Regions from separate parts of the Mus musculus genome. Here all the other regions are linked to region 4. A link is a contact called in public Hi-C and HiChIP or PLAC-seq data. All regions are on one chromosome and are shown on one strand. The core of a region is the stretch at or near the end of the contact, and the rest is flanking DNA. Distances in the headings are between cores, read along the strand shown.

What was found. A called contact is a pair of places that touch in the nucleus more often than the background predicts. HiChIP or PLAC-seq counts read pairs in DNA pulled down with a chosen protein or histone mark.
Region 1: an H3K4me3 HiChIP or PLAC-seq map of bone marrow-derived macrophages shows a contact between it and region 4, with 4 times the contacts expected there. The contact joins the promoter of Cdk13 here to the enhancer-like site in region 4. A contact is called at or near these places in 6 of 39 promoter capture datasets (the C10 cell line, the HPC-7 cell line, embryonic stem cells and 1 more), 2 of 484 Hi-C or Micro-C datasets (bone marrow-derived macrophages and peritoneal macrophages), 7 of 115 datasets of contacts at active chromatin or transcription factors (bone marrow-derived macrophages, embryonic stem cells, pancreatic cancer cells and 1 more) and 3 of 9 other capture datasets (adipose tissue, liver and macrophages).
Region 2: a Hi-C map of bone marrow-derived macrophages shows a contact between it and region 4, with 2.9 times the contacts expected there. The contact joins two enhancer-like sites. A contact is called at or near these places in 10 of 39 promoter capture datasets (3T3-L1-derived adipocytes, the C10 cell line, HPC-7-derived erythroid cells and 5 more), 1 of 15 datasets of contacts at CTCF or cohesin (pro-B cells), 43 of 484 Hi-C or Micro-C datasets (the AML12 cell line, B cells, the BV-2 cell line and 33 more), 4 of 115 datasets of contacts at active chromatin or transcription factors (CD8 T cells, astrocytes, bone marrow-derived macrophages and 1 more) and 3 of 9 other capture datasets (adipose tissue, liver and pancreatic islet).
Region 3: a contact with region 4 is called in a Hi-C map of pancreatic cancer cells, with 4 times the contacts expected there. The contact joins two enhancer-like sites. A contact is called at or near these places in 19 of 39 promoter capture datasets (the 3T3-L1 cell line, 3T3-L1-derived adipocytes, the C10 cell line and 10 more), 11 of 15 datasets of contacts at CTCF or cohesin (CD8 T cells, the G1E-ER4 cell line, the NIH/3T3 cell line and 6 more), 192 of 484 Hi-C or Micro-C datasets (the 63-12 cell line, 8-cell embryo, the AML12 cell line and 91 more), 27 of 115 datasets of contacts at active chromatin or transcription factors (the 230-238 cell line, CD8 T cells, PVALB interneurons and 14 more) and 1 of 9 other capture datasets (embryonic stem cells).

Annotation. Positions count from the first base shown.
Region 1 is chr13:17,803,620-17,806,696 of GRCm38.p6, reverse strand. Cdk13 (cyclin-dependent kinase 13) reads left to right here and starts at 1,600. Exons shown (of 14, transcript NM_027118.1): 1 at 1,600-3,077. The coding sequence starts at 2,046.
Region 2 is chr13:17,753,655-17,756,935 of GRCm38.p6, reverse strand. All of the region lies in intron 5 of Cdk13 (cyclin-dependent kinase 13), which reads left to right. Among named protein-coding and RNA genes, the nearest start is that of Mir466i, 7.8 kb to the right of the region's middle. Within about 2 kb of position 1,730, at least 7 of the 459 cell types and tissues checked have an H3K27ac peak or open chromatin away from gene starts, as enhancers often do. A contact at or near this core is called in bone marrow-derived macrophages, where this site is marked.
Region 3 is chr13:17,836,472-17,839,770 of GRCm38.p6, reverse strand. No RefSeq gene overlaps it. Among named protein-coding and RNA genes, the nearest start is that of Gm24018, 28 kb to the right of the region's middle. Within about 2 kb of position 1,425, at least 32 of the 459 cell types and tissues checked have an H3K27ac peak or open chromatin away from gene starts, as enhancers often do. A contact at or near this core is called in pancreatic cancer cells and stem cell-derived motor neurons, where this site is marked.
Region 4 is chr13:17,974,515-17,978,025 of GRCm38.p6, reverse strand. No RefSeq gene overlaps it. Among named protein-coding and RNA genes, the nearest start is that of Yae1d1, 17 kb to the left of the region's middle. Within about 2 kb of position 1,930, at least 134 of the 459 cell types and tissues checked have an H3K27ac peak or open chromatin away from gene starts, as enhancers often do. A contact at or near this core is called in bone marrow-derived macrophages, macrophages, pancreatic cancer cells and 1 more, where this site is marked.

The DNA of each region.
Region 1 (3,077 bases), core at 351-2,850, 170 kb after region 4:
CTTGACCTGTTTTAACCTCCATTGTATTGGGAATAGACATATGCCATTGCATCAGGCTTTGAAAAGCAGCATAATGGGACAGGTTGATATTTTTCTGAAAAGCTCTCCTCCTTAGTACTCCGAGTTAACAATGATGTCAAGAAGAAATTTGCTTTAGGTAACATACTTCTGAAATTTCGTTTCCCAGTATCTTTGCTTTGCCCCCTTCTGTGTAGAAGGTTCCACTGGGTGTTCCACTCAGGCCTGTCTTTGTCAGAAGTAGCTATTCAAACCTATCTTCTAGCAAGTATCTTTTGTAAACTTCAAAGTCTGAGCTTCCATCAGTTTGTGAGATGATGCTGAGGTCAACTTGATTACTAAGTATTTAAGAACTAAAAGCCAGCTGATGATCTGAATAAATTTGTTAAGGGGTAATTACATGTACCCACTGAGCAATGTTTATCTTCTTTCCAGTATTAATGACCAATAAGCCTTTTAGATTTTAATCTAATTACCCCGAATACCTAGCCTCTAACTGAAGGGCAATCTTAAGGCAAGAGATGAGGGCATTATGTAGCTGACAGCTCATAGCTTTAGTTAGATATAATTACAGGTGAAAGTACAAAGAGGGCAGCTTCCACTACTACAAAATGTTTTTAAGGTTCCTGGGATTTTTAGTAGTCCTCCTTGATATTTTGACTCATCTTTCAGATTTACTTAATGCTTTTGCTTTATAAAGAGATTTACTTATTTCATGTATGTGACACATCAGAAGAGGGATCCCCATTACAGCTGGTTGTGAGCCACCATACTGTTGCTGGGAATTGAACTCAGGACCTCTGGAAGAGCAGTGAGTGTTCTTAACCTCTGAGCCACCTCTCCAGCCCTGTGTAAGGCTTTTTAAAGGTTCCGAAACGTCAGTGTCGCGGAAGCTCGAAGCTATGAACACCAAGTATATTTTTAGGTTACGATGGGTCCTTGAACTTGGGCGTACGTGAGTCTAGTCAAGCTAACGTCACATTCGCCCTCTGTGGGGAGTCTGCTCTCACAGATGTTCCGATCCCGTGGCTGGGGAAAAGGTAGTCGTCAAGGTTCTCCCGGGTCCTGCCGTGACCTTTTCACTGGAGGCGAGCAACAAGCGCCATGAGTGGCGCCGGAGGGAAGGCCTCCAGCGACAGCACAGCGCAGCCCACGCCTCCTCTCCTTTCTTTAACCCTGCTCCTCCGTCCCACCCCTGCCGGAAGTGGAGTGGCTCCTCGCGTCACTTCCGGTGACGGCCAGGGTCCCGGCGGGCGCGAGCACGCAGCACCTCCCCTCGCCCGCGCTCGCTCTCTCCATCGGCGTCCCCGAACGTGACGAGCGTGCGCGCCGCCGACCTAGCGTTGGGTTTAGGGGCAAAAGTCTTGAGGAACGCGGCGAGTGGGTGGTGCGCGGCGAGGGCTCGGCCAGCCAGTCGCGTCGCCGTCCCGCAGGGAGAACGCGGAGGGCAGGGAGGGGCGAGCGGCGCGCGCGGAGCCCGCGTGGAGGGGCGGAGGACAGCGAGCCGCGCCCCCGCTCCGGAAGCTGCGCGCAGTGCCCTCGGGGCGCCAGGCCCAGGCCCGTCCGAGCGCCGCGGGGTGTCGCCGCCGCCGCCACAGGACGACGTGGACGCGCCGCGGCCGGCCGGCGACGGAGGCGTGCTGTGGTCGCGCCCACTGCCCTCCCGCGAGCTCGCCCCCGACGTCAGGACGATGGAGTGAAGCGCGGCCCGCGGTGGCACTTCCGCGTTGCGCCGCCGGAGCCCGAGGCCGCCGCCGCCGCCGCCACCGCCGCCGCCCGGCACGGCCGGCTTTCCGCCGAGGATAGGATCCTCCCGCGCCAGGCCCTGACGCCGCTGCGCACACACCGCGACTGGAACCGGGGACGCGCGTCCCGACCCGGATTATCGTGGCGCGACTCCCGGCCGGCCCTGCTGCTCGCTACCCCTCCGCCGCGGCTGCCGTCCCCCTTCCCGGCGGGGGACATGGCCAGGGTCTGACCCCGGAGGAGGCCGCACCCGCGCCGCACTCTGCGGCGGGCTCTAGGCGATGCCGAGTAGCTCGGACACGGCGCTGGGGGGAGGCGGGGGCCTGAGCTGGGCCGAGAAGAAGTTGGAGGAGCGCCGCAAGCGGAGGCGATTCCTGTCCCCTCAGCAGCCGCCGCTGCTGTTGCCGCTCCTGCAGCCGCAGCTCCTGCAACCGCCGCCGCCCCCGCCGCCTCTGCTCTTCCTGGCTGCCCCCGGCGCGGCCGCCGCCGCAGCCGCCGCCGCCGCGGCCTCCTCCTCTTGCTTCAGCCCGGGCCCTCCTCTGGAGGTCAAGCGGCTGGCGAGAGGCAAGAGGCGCCCCGGAGGGCGGCAGAAGCGGCGCCGCGGGCCCCGCGCCGGGCAGGAGGCGGAGAAGCGCCGGGTCTTCTCGCTGCCCCAGCCGCAGCAGGACGGCGGTGGCGGTGCCAGTAGCGGCGGGGGTGTGACCCCGCTGGTGGAGTACGAGGATGTGAGCTCCCAGTCCGAGCAGGGGCTGCTGCTGGGGGGCGCCAGCGCGGCAACGGCGGCGACGGCTGCCGGGGGAACGGGGGGCAACGGCGGGAGTCCGGCCTCCTCCTCCGGCACGCAGAGGCGCGCGGAGGGGTCGGAGCGCAGGCCGCGCCGGGACCGCCGCAGCAGCAGCGGCCGCAGCAAGGAGCGCCACCGCGAGCACCGGCGGCGGGACGGGACGCGCAGCGGCAGCGAGGCCTCAAAGGCCCGCAGCCGCCACGGACACAGCGGCGAGGAGCGGGCGGAGGCCGCCAAGAGCGGCAGCAGCAGCAGCAGCGGCGGCCGCCGCAAGAGCGCGTCGGCTACGTCCAGCAGCAGTAGCAGCCGCAAGGACCGGGACCTCAAGGCCCACCGCAGCCGGACTAAGTCGTCCAAGGAACCGCCCTCGGCCTACAAGGAGCCGCCCAAGGCCTACCGGGAGGACAAGAGCGAGCCGAAGGCCTACAGGCGGCGGCAGCGGTCCCTGAGCCCGCTGGGAGGCCGGGACGAAAGCCCGGTGTCCCACAGGGCCTCGCAGAGCCTTCGGAGCCGCAAGTCCCCCAGTCCG
Region 2 (3,281 bases), core at 481-2,980, 220 kb after region 4:
GTTAAGAAAAAACGTTTCTGATAGGAGTTTGTTGGGTCTTGAAGCAGTCTGGAAGAAAATCTCCCCCTCCCTCTTTGTATACACCAATCTTTTGTCTTTTCTCTGTGATATTATATCATTTCTCCCTTCCCTTCCTTCCCTTCAAATCTTCTGTAGTAACTGTTGAGGGGAGAACTTTTCACTCATTATTGCATCAAATATTTCTTCTGTCTCTTTCTCTTTTCTTCTTTTAAAGCCTTGAAAGAATGTTAACATTTGTGATTGTTTTATGGCCCTTGGATGTTCTGCTTTTTTTGTATTCCCCTATCCCATCCCACCATACGCATTCACTTCCGAACATGTCTATTCAAACATCTTTGTACTCAGTGATTCTTTCCTTGGAAATTTTGCTACAGTTATGAATCATGAGGTAAATAATCTGTTTTTTTTTTCAGGTAGTCTTAGGTGACCCCTATGAAAGGGCTGTTCAACTTCTAAAGGGGTGGTGACCCATGGGCTGAGAACCACTGTTCTGGGCTTATTGTTTACTCTTTACTGATTTTATTAGAGGCAAATATACATTGTTTTCATGAGCATTTTGGCACAGGACTTCTAGTGATGAAAATTTATCTGCCTATTTCTCTAACTTAGAAATAGTCACATTTATTTGTCTTACTACTGTTTTGTGCTGTTGACTGCTGTTGAGGGGTGTTTTCCCCCATTCTCACTGTAGGGAATTATTTTCAACAAATAGTTCTGTTTTTACTTCTTAGTTCTATAATTGATATATTTGTTTTTTATGTTGGTGGCCATTCTTAGGATACTTTTCATCTTGCTATGTCTGGGTAGGTGTTCAGTCATCCTACCACCACTTACTGAGAAGACCATCTAACTGAGTGAAATACCTTTTTGTGTTCTGTCCCTTTATTTCCCTCCTGTCTCTTTTTTGAGACTGGGGGGCTGGGGGGCGTAGGTGGGTGTATGTATGATGTAGGTACCTGTTTATTGGGGATGCTAAGTGTGTGTGAAAGCCAAAAGTCACTATCAGGTGTCTTCTTAAATTGCTCTCTACTTTAGTGTTTGAGACAGGATCTCTCATTCATTGTCAGCTAGTGTGGTTGGCCAATAGGGATCGGCCTCTCTCGTGCTTCCCAACACTGGCATTAAAGTCAGTGCCGCTGTGCCTTGCACATATGAGCTGGGGATCTGGAGTCAGGCCCTCATGCTTGCCTATCACCTAAGCTATCTCCCAGCATCACAGTCTATTCTACAGTACAAGTTTAGTGTGGACTTGGTATATTTTTTTAAGAATTACTTATTTTATGTGTATGAGTACACTGTCGCTGTTGTCAGACACGCCAGAAAAGGGCATTGGATCCCATTACAGATGGTTGTGAGCCACCCTGTGGTTGCTGGGAATTGAACTCAGGACCTCTATGAGCCATATCTCCAGCCTTTACAAAAATAATTTACATTATAATTTAAAAATTTTAAAATAGGAATGTAGAACCATTCTTTCTATATACCTTTTTTTCTTTCAGATGTTTTTGTTCTTAGTTATTTTCCTGTATGATATACGCTGTAGAGAAAACTCTTTCACTGATTGTACTTGTTGCTTTTGCTGTTATAAAATATCTGGATATAAACCAAGGGGGAAAACGATTATTGTGGCTTACAGTTGTGAGGGAATGTGACGGCAGGGTGGGGATGGTGTGGCAGGTCAGAGAGGAAGCAGGATGGTCACATTTCATCCTTACACTGGAGGCAACGAGAGGGAAGCAGAAGTGAAAGCAGTCTAGAAACCTCAGAGCCTGCCCTTGTTGATGTACTTACAAGATTCTACCTCTTAAAGATTCCATAACTTTCCTAAACAGTGCTGTTAACTTGGCATCAAGTGTTCCAGCACATAGGCCTAGGAGGCCATTTTAGCATTTACAGAACCACACTGATAAGTTTTAGAAATTGGGCTTTTGCATAATTTACAAATTAATTTGGGAAGATTGGTATTTTTGAACTGTGCCCTTTTTTTTGTATATGTGTGTTTTCTGCATTAAAAGGGAATTTTCAAAAAAAATTCCTTTCAATTTAAATAGCTATTATTAATGGGTTCTATTTTATCTTTTAACTGGTTGCCAATATCAATGAGTATTGTATGTTACACTATTTTTCCACATTTTTTAACTCTTTCTAATAATCTTTCATTGAACTTAATGGTTTTCAAGAATGGAATATCATCTTGTCTTATTTCAGTTCCTAGGCCTCTCAGTCATAGTTACTTGATAGAAGTAAGCTTTCTATTTCAAATTAAAATGTCATCTAATAATTATGTTACAGAATGGAACAGATGAAATTATTCAATTTTAATAACTTGTAACTCGGTGTGTAGTACATTGATTTCAATGTACAGTCAATTTATCATAAATTATTAAAGATTTTGTTTCTAAATTTGTGTGTCTCTGCACATGTGTGTATGTGGATGTTCATGGAAGCCAGAAGAGGATGTATCCCCTAGAGCTGTAATTACAGGCAATTATAAGCCACTTGATATGAGTGCTGGGAATTGAACTCAGTTCTACAAGAGCAACAAGGACTCTTAATCATTCAGCTCTCTCTAGCCTATTCTTCCCTCCCTCCCTCCCTCCCTCCCTCCCTCCCTCCCTCCCTCCCTCCCTCCCTCCCTCCCTTCCTTCCTTATTTCTTAACTTTTTTTTTTTTTTCTTCGAGACAGGGTTTCTCTGTGTAGCCCTGGTTTTCCTCGAACTTAGAAATTTGCCTGCCTCTGTCTCCCAAGTGCTGGGATTAAAGGCGTGCATCACCACTGCCTGGCAATTATCCATTCTTACCATTTATTATTAGTAGTATTATATATCTGAGACAAAGTCTTGCTGTGTAATAACCAGTTTGGCCTTGCATTTGAGATTTGTCTGTCTGTGCTTCATTCCTCTGTACTTAATACCTAACTCAGTGTACTGTATTACTAACTCAGTGTACTGTATTACTAACTCAGTGTACTGTATTACTAACTGACATATTTATTTTTGTTTTATATTGAGTATTGGAAATCTGGTGCATACTTAAAACATTTTTTGACTAAACCACAAGTGCTCAGTAGCTATCTATGAGCTCCTGGCTAACTCTGTGGGTTGTGCAATTGGAAATGAAACATAACTTGTAAATATTTATACTATGTTTCTCCCTATACACCTGTGTTAATATTATATGCTCTCTTGAAATCTTTTTGTTTAAATGCCATAGTGAACATTTGGAGTTGTAATGAGATTGAGCATCTTTAATGTTGTTTT
Region 3 (3,299 bases), core at 176-2,675, 140 kb after region 4:
GGAAACAGTAGCTGTTGGCAGCCTTCTTCTTAGAACCATGCTGGAAGGGCTGACTCAGACAGACATAGACCCACAGGGACGAGCTCAGGGGTACAATCATATCATATTGATGGGATTTGAGTCCTATATTCAACTTTATGGCAGGTTGTGGTGGTTTGAACGAGATTGACCACATAGGCACATATATTTGAATTCAGAGGCAGCTAATTTTTAAGGGTCTGAAATATGTGAGTATGTTTCACCATACACTCTCCAATCCTGGGCAGTCATGACCAGTGAAGCAACAGTACCTAGCAGGGTTCTTTTTATTTCAGTACTCCAAAAGTTGGCAGGTGTGCACTCTGTCTCCATGGCTGCCTAGCTTCTTCCCTTGGCAACGGCACCTGGATTCACCCTGATTTCCATCCTGAGCCTCTGATTCATCCCGGGTAGGCCTGTTTCCAAGTGATGATGATGACAAAGATGATGACGATGACAGCAACGATGATGATGACTGTTTCGGGCCACATTTGAGGATAAGTAGTCTCTTAGTCAGGAGCACAGGCTCCCAGGCCAGACTTCATAGGTTGGACCTCCCATTCACCCTCTGTTTGCTGTGTGACCTTGACAGTGCCTTGGAGCTCTACCTAGAAAACGAAGATAAAAATAGCAACGACTCGAGGGGATGATAGCGAGGATTAAGTAAGTTCAGATATAAAAGTACAGATGGATCTATAAATACCCTGTCCATAAAACTACACATAACGAACGTTTGCTATTCTTTTAATTCTGAATATGATTTGTGGCTCATTTATTGTGTAGCGAGTGCACATTGGAAACTATTCTCGGTCTCCAGATCTTTTGCATTCTTAAAGCCTAGAAGACATGCTTAATTTGTCAATAATTAGTTGGTTTTCTCGTCTCTTCATTTTGGACCCTTTGTATACTCTAGAGCGGTACCAAAAATGCGTCTGAAAAAAGATTATGATAGAAATATAGAAAATGTCTTCTCTCTATGTATATACATTAACATATAGGAATACACACACACACACATTTGGAGAAGTCAGCTTTCTGGAGATGCTTAAGTTTAATTTTCTAGTTGTCCATGAGGTGGCAGCACTGCTCTGTAATTTTGCTGGAGAGTATTGTCCACTCTCGCCCATTGACACAGACTGGCTGGCTTGTTTGGATTTTGAACATGGCTTCATAGATCTCAGATTATTTCACACCCTTATTTAGACTCAAGTTCATCACCAATGTGGACAAAGAACACTTTCCCATTGAATGATACTATTGTCTCTTCGTGGCTTGGAACACAATTTCAGTTTGGCCCAAAGTGTCTCAGACGTGGTCCTCAGGAGGGAGGCTTGTGTGCAGTGAACGCAGTGAAACAGGTCCTCCCAGAGGTCCTCGGACCTGACAGTCCAGGTTCGAGGTCAGGAGTGTCATCTTAGGAGACCAGTTCCTCACTTTCCTGCCCTGAGACCCACCCACCGCAGGAAAAGGATAGAGTGTGTCAGACCAACCTGGTGACCTCTGCTCTCCTGAGTTCCTTGTTTTTCCAGGAAGAAAAAGGAAAAAACAGAACATGCGATGTCAAAAGATAACAGGGGACTGGAGGGATGGCCCAGCGGCTCGTTTGCTTGCTGCTCTTGCAGAGGACAGTGTTCAGTTAGTTCCAAGCACCCACAAAAGGCCTCACAACTGTCTGTGAGTATAGTTCCAAGGGATTCCAGGCCCTTTTCTGACTTCCGTGGACTTCGACAGGCAGATGGTGCCCAGAAATTCAAGCAGGCTCACATGCACATACATAAAAAAAAAAAAGTTAATCTTTAATGAAACCAAACTAGGCTATATTCAGATCCCTTACAGCCATGTCAGTTTTTAAGCATCACGATGACGTCACTGAAATTCTATGCCCCAGCAGGTTTTTCCGGGTCTGGCTGACTACTTTCTTACACCTTTGTTTGGGTGGAACCTGTCACTGTAGAAAAATCTTTTGTTTAATTGAAGTCCAAGGGGATTTGTTCTGGGAAAACTTTTGGAGACAGAGTTATGGCGCCCTCTGGTGACTCATCGTAGGCATAACCATCCTGGTTTCCATTTCTGACACCAAACAATCCAGGTTTTGCTTTTTGAATCCTATGTGCGCTCACTTTGAGATTGTTAATTTTCACTTAATTTTGGGATCCCCAAAGTAGATGTTATGAGACTATTTATCAGCAACGTGTAATCAAAGCAGAATTGAAGAGGAAAAGGTGTCTAGAGAGCTGGTACCTGCAATCCTAGGCCCCTTACCCCATCCTTTTCTGGAAGATAGCATAAGTAAATGACTTTCTACCCAGTCGTACAGACCATGTCCTTTGAGGATTCTGCCTCCACCAAAGCTTTTGCCAGTGCCTTGTTTGATAGTGGTGCCAGGTCCTGCTCTTTATGCCAGGAAGTGTCACCAGTAGGTAACACACACTTTGCACAGCGGCCAGGGAGCCATTGCATCGACCTTGGTGGTACCCACAGCTGCATTCCTTATTTGCAGTCTTAAACATGCTGAATTGCAATCTTTAAAGTAGAGCTCACGTGTTTCGGAGAAATCCTTAAGTGACTGCCTAGCAAGCCAAAGTGTGGACATGACAAACTTGTGGATTTGGAAGGTGGATTCCAAAGGCAGGAATCAGTCTGCACGGTTTGCTTTTTTGGTTCCCGGAATGCACTTCAGTCTTTGGGTGTGCTCGGAAGTGCTCTACCATCATAATACATTCCTAGACCCAGTGTCTGTTATTCTTCTGCCATAAACACACTCTCTTATCAACCGCACTCTACCTCTGTAGGTCTCAGCAGTATTCTGGGTGCACAAGTGTGAACTTCCTCATTTTCTCTCTGAAAAATGCTTCCCAATTCTCCCCGTCCTTAACTGCAAATTCAGTGTTTGTAACCAGACTCTTCGTTAAGCAATGTTATATTTTTAAAGAAACAAGTTTAGTTGGGCATGGTTCTGCATGCCCTTAGTTCCAGCACTGGGGAAGCAAAAGCAGGCCGACCTCTGTGAGTTTAAGACCCAACCTTGGCCCCAGTCCCCCAAAGTATCTTTCGTCGCCTTACCCTAACGTCTACCCCTCATAGACTTTGTGAGACCAGCTTGAGCTGCTACACCTGGCTGGAGCCAAAAAGGAGCTGAGCTCCACTCCCGCTTGCATTACCTGCCACTCAGGCTGGTCCACTGGTTCTACAGGCTCTGACTGACACAGGGACCATTGCCTCTCTATCAGGCACACCTGACTGCTAAAAGAACCCTGGCTGGGTGAATAATCTCCACCTTA
Region 4 (3,511 bases), core at 681-3,180:
AGCACTTCCAGTTATACATTGCAAAATAAAAATAAACCAATTTAGAGATCACAACTGCTCCCCAGAGGGAAACAAAAATCCAAGTTGTCTTTACTTTGGTCATCTCCCCCTTTTTTCTTAATACTTGCAGGTTGAATTAACACATTTATCAAACAGAGAACTGGCCACTGGCTAAATACTAGATCTGCTTTTCTCTAAACATTTCCCCTTTTCTTAGATTAGATATGGGAGGAGTGTCCAAAGAAAAAACTGCCAGCCAATTAACAAACCAAACAGCCAGAAGCCAAAACAAGTCAAAAGCTGAATCGAAAAAAGTCTTGAAAGCAAACAAAACAGATACCTTACACCAAATAATTTGAAAACAAACCAAAGGGAGTAAAACAGAAGACAAAGTATCCAACAAATAGGATTTTAAACAATAAGCTCTGAATGACCACAATGGATCTGTGACCAAAACTCAGTATGTCTGAACTCCAGATGCTGAAACCCCTGAGGAGACAGCATTTAATGGTTGGGACACAGGGACCTATTCTCCTGGTGTCTGGTGTAGAGACAGGTGATAACTCTAGTGAAAAGTGAATTATTCTTGAGGCTTTATGTTGGGGGCATAACTGTCAGTGAGAAAACACAGCTCTCACTTTGAGAATAAGGTAAGGTGTTCTCATGGTCTGAGAACTCAGATTCCGGTCGGGTTACCAGATAGGCCTTGGGTGCTTTCTGTCAACATTTTTAGTCTTGTGGTTGGTAAAAATCAGGGTGGTCTATTTGTACATTACATAATTTTTACCTAATATTCACAAAGATGTCAGCTCACATTCAACAGAGGGAGATAAATGGCTACTAAGGGCCTATGATGGCCCAAAATGATTTAACTATGAATTTGCAACATTGGAAATTAGTATGGAAAGCTGGGGAACATCTTCAAAACCCGGACAGTGAAAGCTGTGGTATGTGAGACTCCCACACGTGCTTTTTCTAATCTGAGAGTCCCGTCTCATGGGAGACTTCCCCCTTGATAGTCGTTATGGCTATCTACTTAGTGCTTCCTTGCTGATCGCATCACTAACTTAGTCTTATGTACAAATTAAGCCAAGACTTCCCATTTTTCCCTTGCCTCCTTCTAATTTTTTTTTGGGGGGGGGAGACTCAAACATTTACTTTTAAAATTTAGACATCGTTTAACTGAATTTCTGTTTTAAAAAAATACATTTTTGAGGGAACTAATGAAAGACGAAAAGCATAAAATGAAAGTGAAACAATGTGCAGAACTTTGTGTAGAAACTTAAATGTGTAGAAATGCAAAAAAAAAAAAAAAAACCAACAACAACAACAAAAAAAAATCCAAAATACTCTAACATGTTCAGTAGCACAAATGGCTTTTGTTATAAAATACTTTACACTGTCATTTTAGGTGGGACAATTAACTTACAAATTGATGACTTTTGAAAACTGATGGCAGTAGATAAAAATTCCTGCTATGTAACTTTCTATGCGACTATTTCAGTGGTAATATGAGTACATGTATTTTAGAATCCTAAATCTAAAATCAAAGCTACTCATTATTTGTTTTGGAAGAGCATTCTTAGACAGGTAAAGCATTGGTTCTTTCAGACTTAATATGCGATCTATGACTTCTTTCACATTATTGTGAAAACAGGGCTTCAGCGTTTAAATGTACATTCCTCTTGGCTACTGCTAAGGGAGGGCAATTTGTTTTGATCACTTACTCTGTTTCAAGCCTTTATGTTTTCCATAATTAAAGGCAATTCACTTAAGTGCCTGATATCTCCATTACCAAATAGGTTCCTGTTGCCCAGGAGGCCTATCAAAGGAACCTCCCGGGAAAGCACAGCACCCAAGCAACTGTGACCAGTCAGCTGAGCTGGAAGGGAAGCAGTATTTCAGGAAGCAACACTTAGAGGCAAGACCAAGGACAAAGTCGCTCACCACCACAGACTCACTGTGACTCACTAAAAGTCCCTCACCAACCCTTATGACTCAGACAGAGAAAACACTGAGTGAAAGATGGATGTGTTCTGATTTGTGGTTTGTGGTTGTTAAAAGCAGAAGTTCAGAGTAAAACCCAATGTGGTTTCTCTACAGTCCCATAAGCAAGGAAGTCATATATTTACATAGATCGGTGTGATTATTGATTAAAGATTTAAGTATTTTGTATATTAAATATTTACTAAGCCTCTGCATTAACACCAGGCTAACATAGTTAAGAGAGCCAACTTAACTCAAACGTTAATCATTTTTGATTACTAGAGATACTTTTAAAGAATTTTATAAACTTTAATTTGGGGGATGAGGGAGTGTGAAGGGATGTGCATGTGAGAACAGGGGCCCTCAGAGGCCAAAGGCCTCTGGAGCTACTTACAGGCAGTTGTGAACTGCCTGACTCAGAGGCTGGAATGATCTCAGGTTCTTAGCCAAAGCAGTACATGAATTAACCATCTTCTTAGCTCTGGAGATACTTTTAAGCAAATAATCATTATTAACACTAATTTTAGAGATTTTCTGAAATAAAGTAAAATGTAAAAAGGAAAAAAAAAGGTATGTTTTGAACATTTGAAAATACATCAAGCATAGGCATGAACAAGGACTCTATTCTTCTCATAGGACCATAGGAAATTAGCTCTCGTTTACAGACAATGGTCAGAATGAATCTCTATCTACCCCACTCCAAAATGGCTGTCTTAAACCCTGCAGTCTCTCAAAGCTATCCATGGGGGTGGGGGTGGGGGTGGGGGTGGGGTGCTGTGACCCCATAGAGGATGATGCACTCTGTTGTCAGCTCTCTTCCCTCCCCTTTCTTACTTTTGCAGTCATTCCGTTGTTTTGCTGTGACTTCCCAAACACACACACTTGTTTGTGTGGTATAAACAATAGGTATACATTTTCCCATAGCTGGAGGGGCTAGGAGTCCAAGATCAAGATGTTGTCTGGCTGCTGCAGAAGCCTCTGCCCCAACCTGAAGATACTCTGTTGTCAGTATGCAGTGTCTGGTCATCAGGCGTGGTGGCAAGTGCCTTTAGACCCACATGATAGAAAGTGAGAACCAACTCACAAGTTGTCCTTTGATCTCCACCAGAGCACCATGGTGCGCGCGCGCGCGCGCGCACACACACACACACACACACACACACACCCCTAAAATGTAAAACTGAGTTCTCTTTTAACAAAATAAATATTTTTTCTTTTCATAATGATACCATTAGTATCTGATTAAGAGTCACCCTCCATACCTCATTTGAACCAGGAAAAGCACCTCTGCTCCAATGTGATTGCATTTTGGGCTGGCATTAGAACTTCAACAAATACATTTAGTGAGATGAAGTTAATATAAATTTAGGGACAAAATTCAGACCAATTTAATACATCACATTGCTTGAAATTTTATTTCTGGGTTAGCTTTAGGAGACATAAATCATGGCACAAAACAGAAAGGAAAGTAGGATATTATCTAACACATTGTACAAAATGTGCTATTTATATAAAAAAAAAAAAG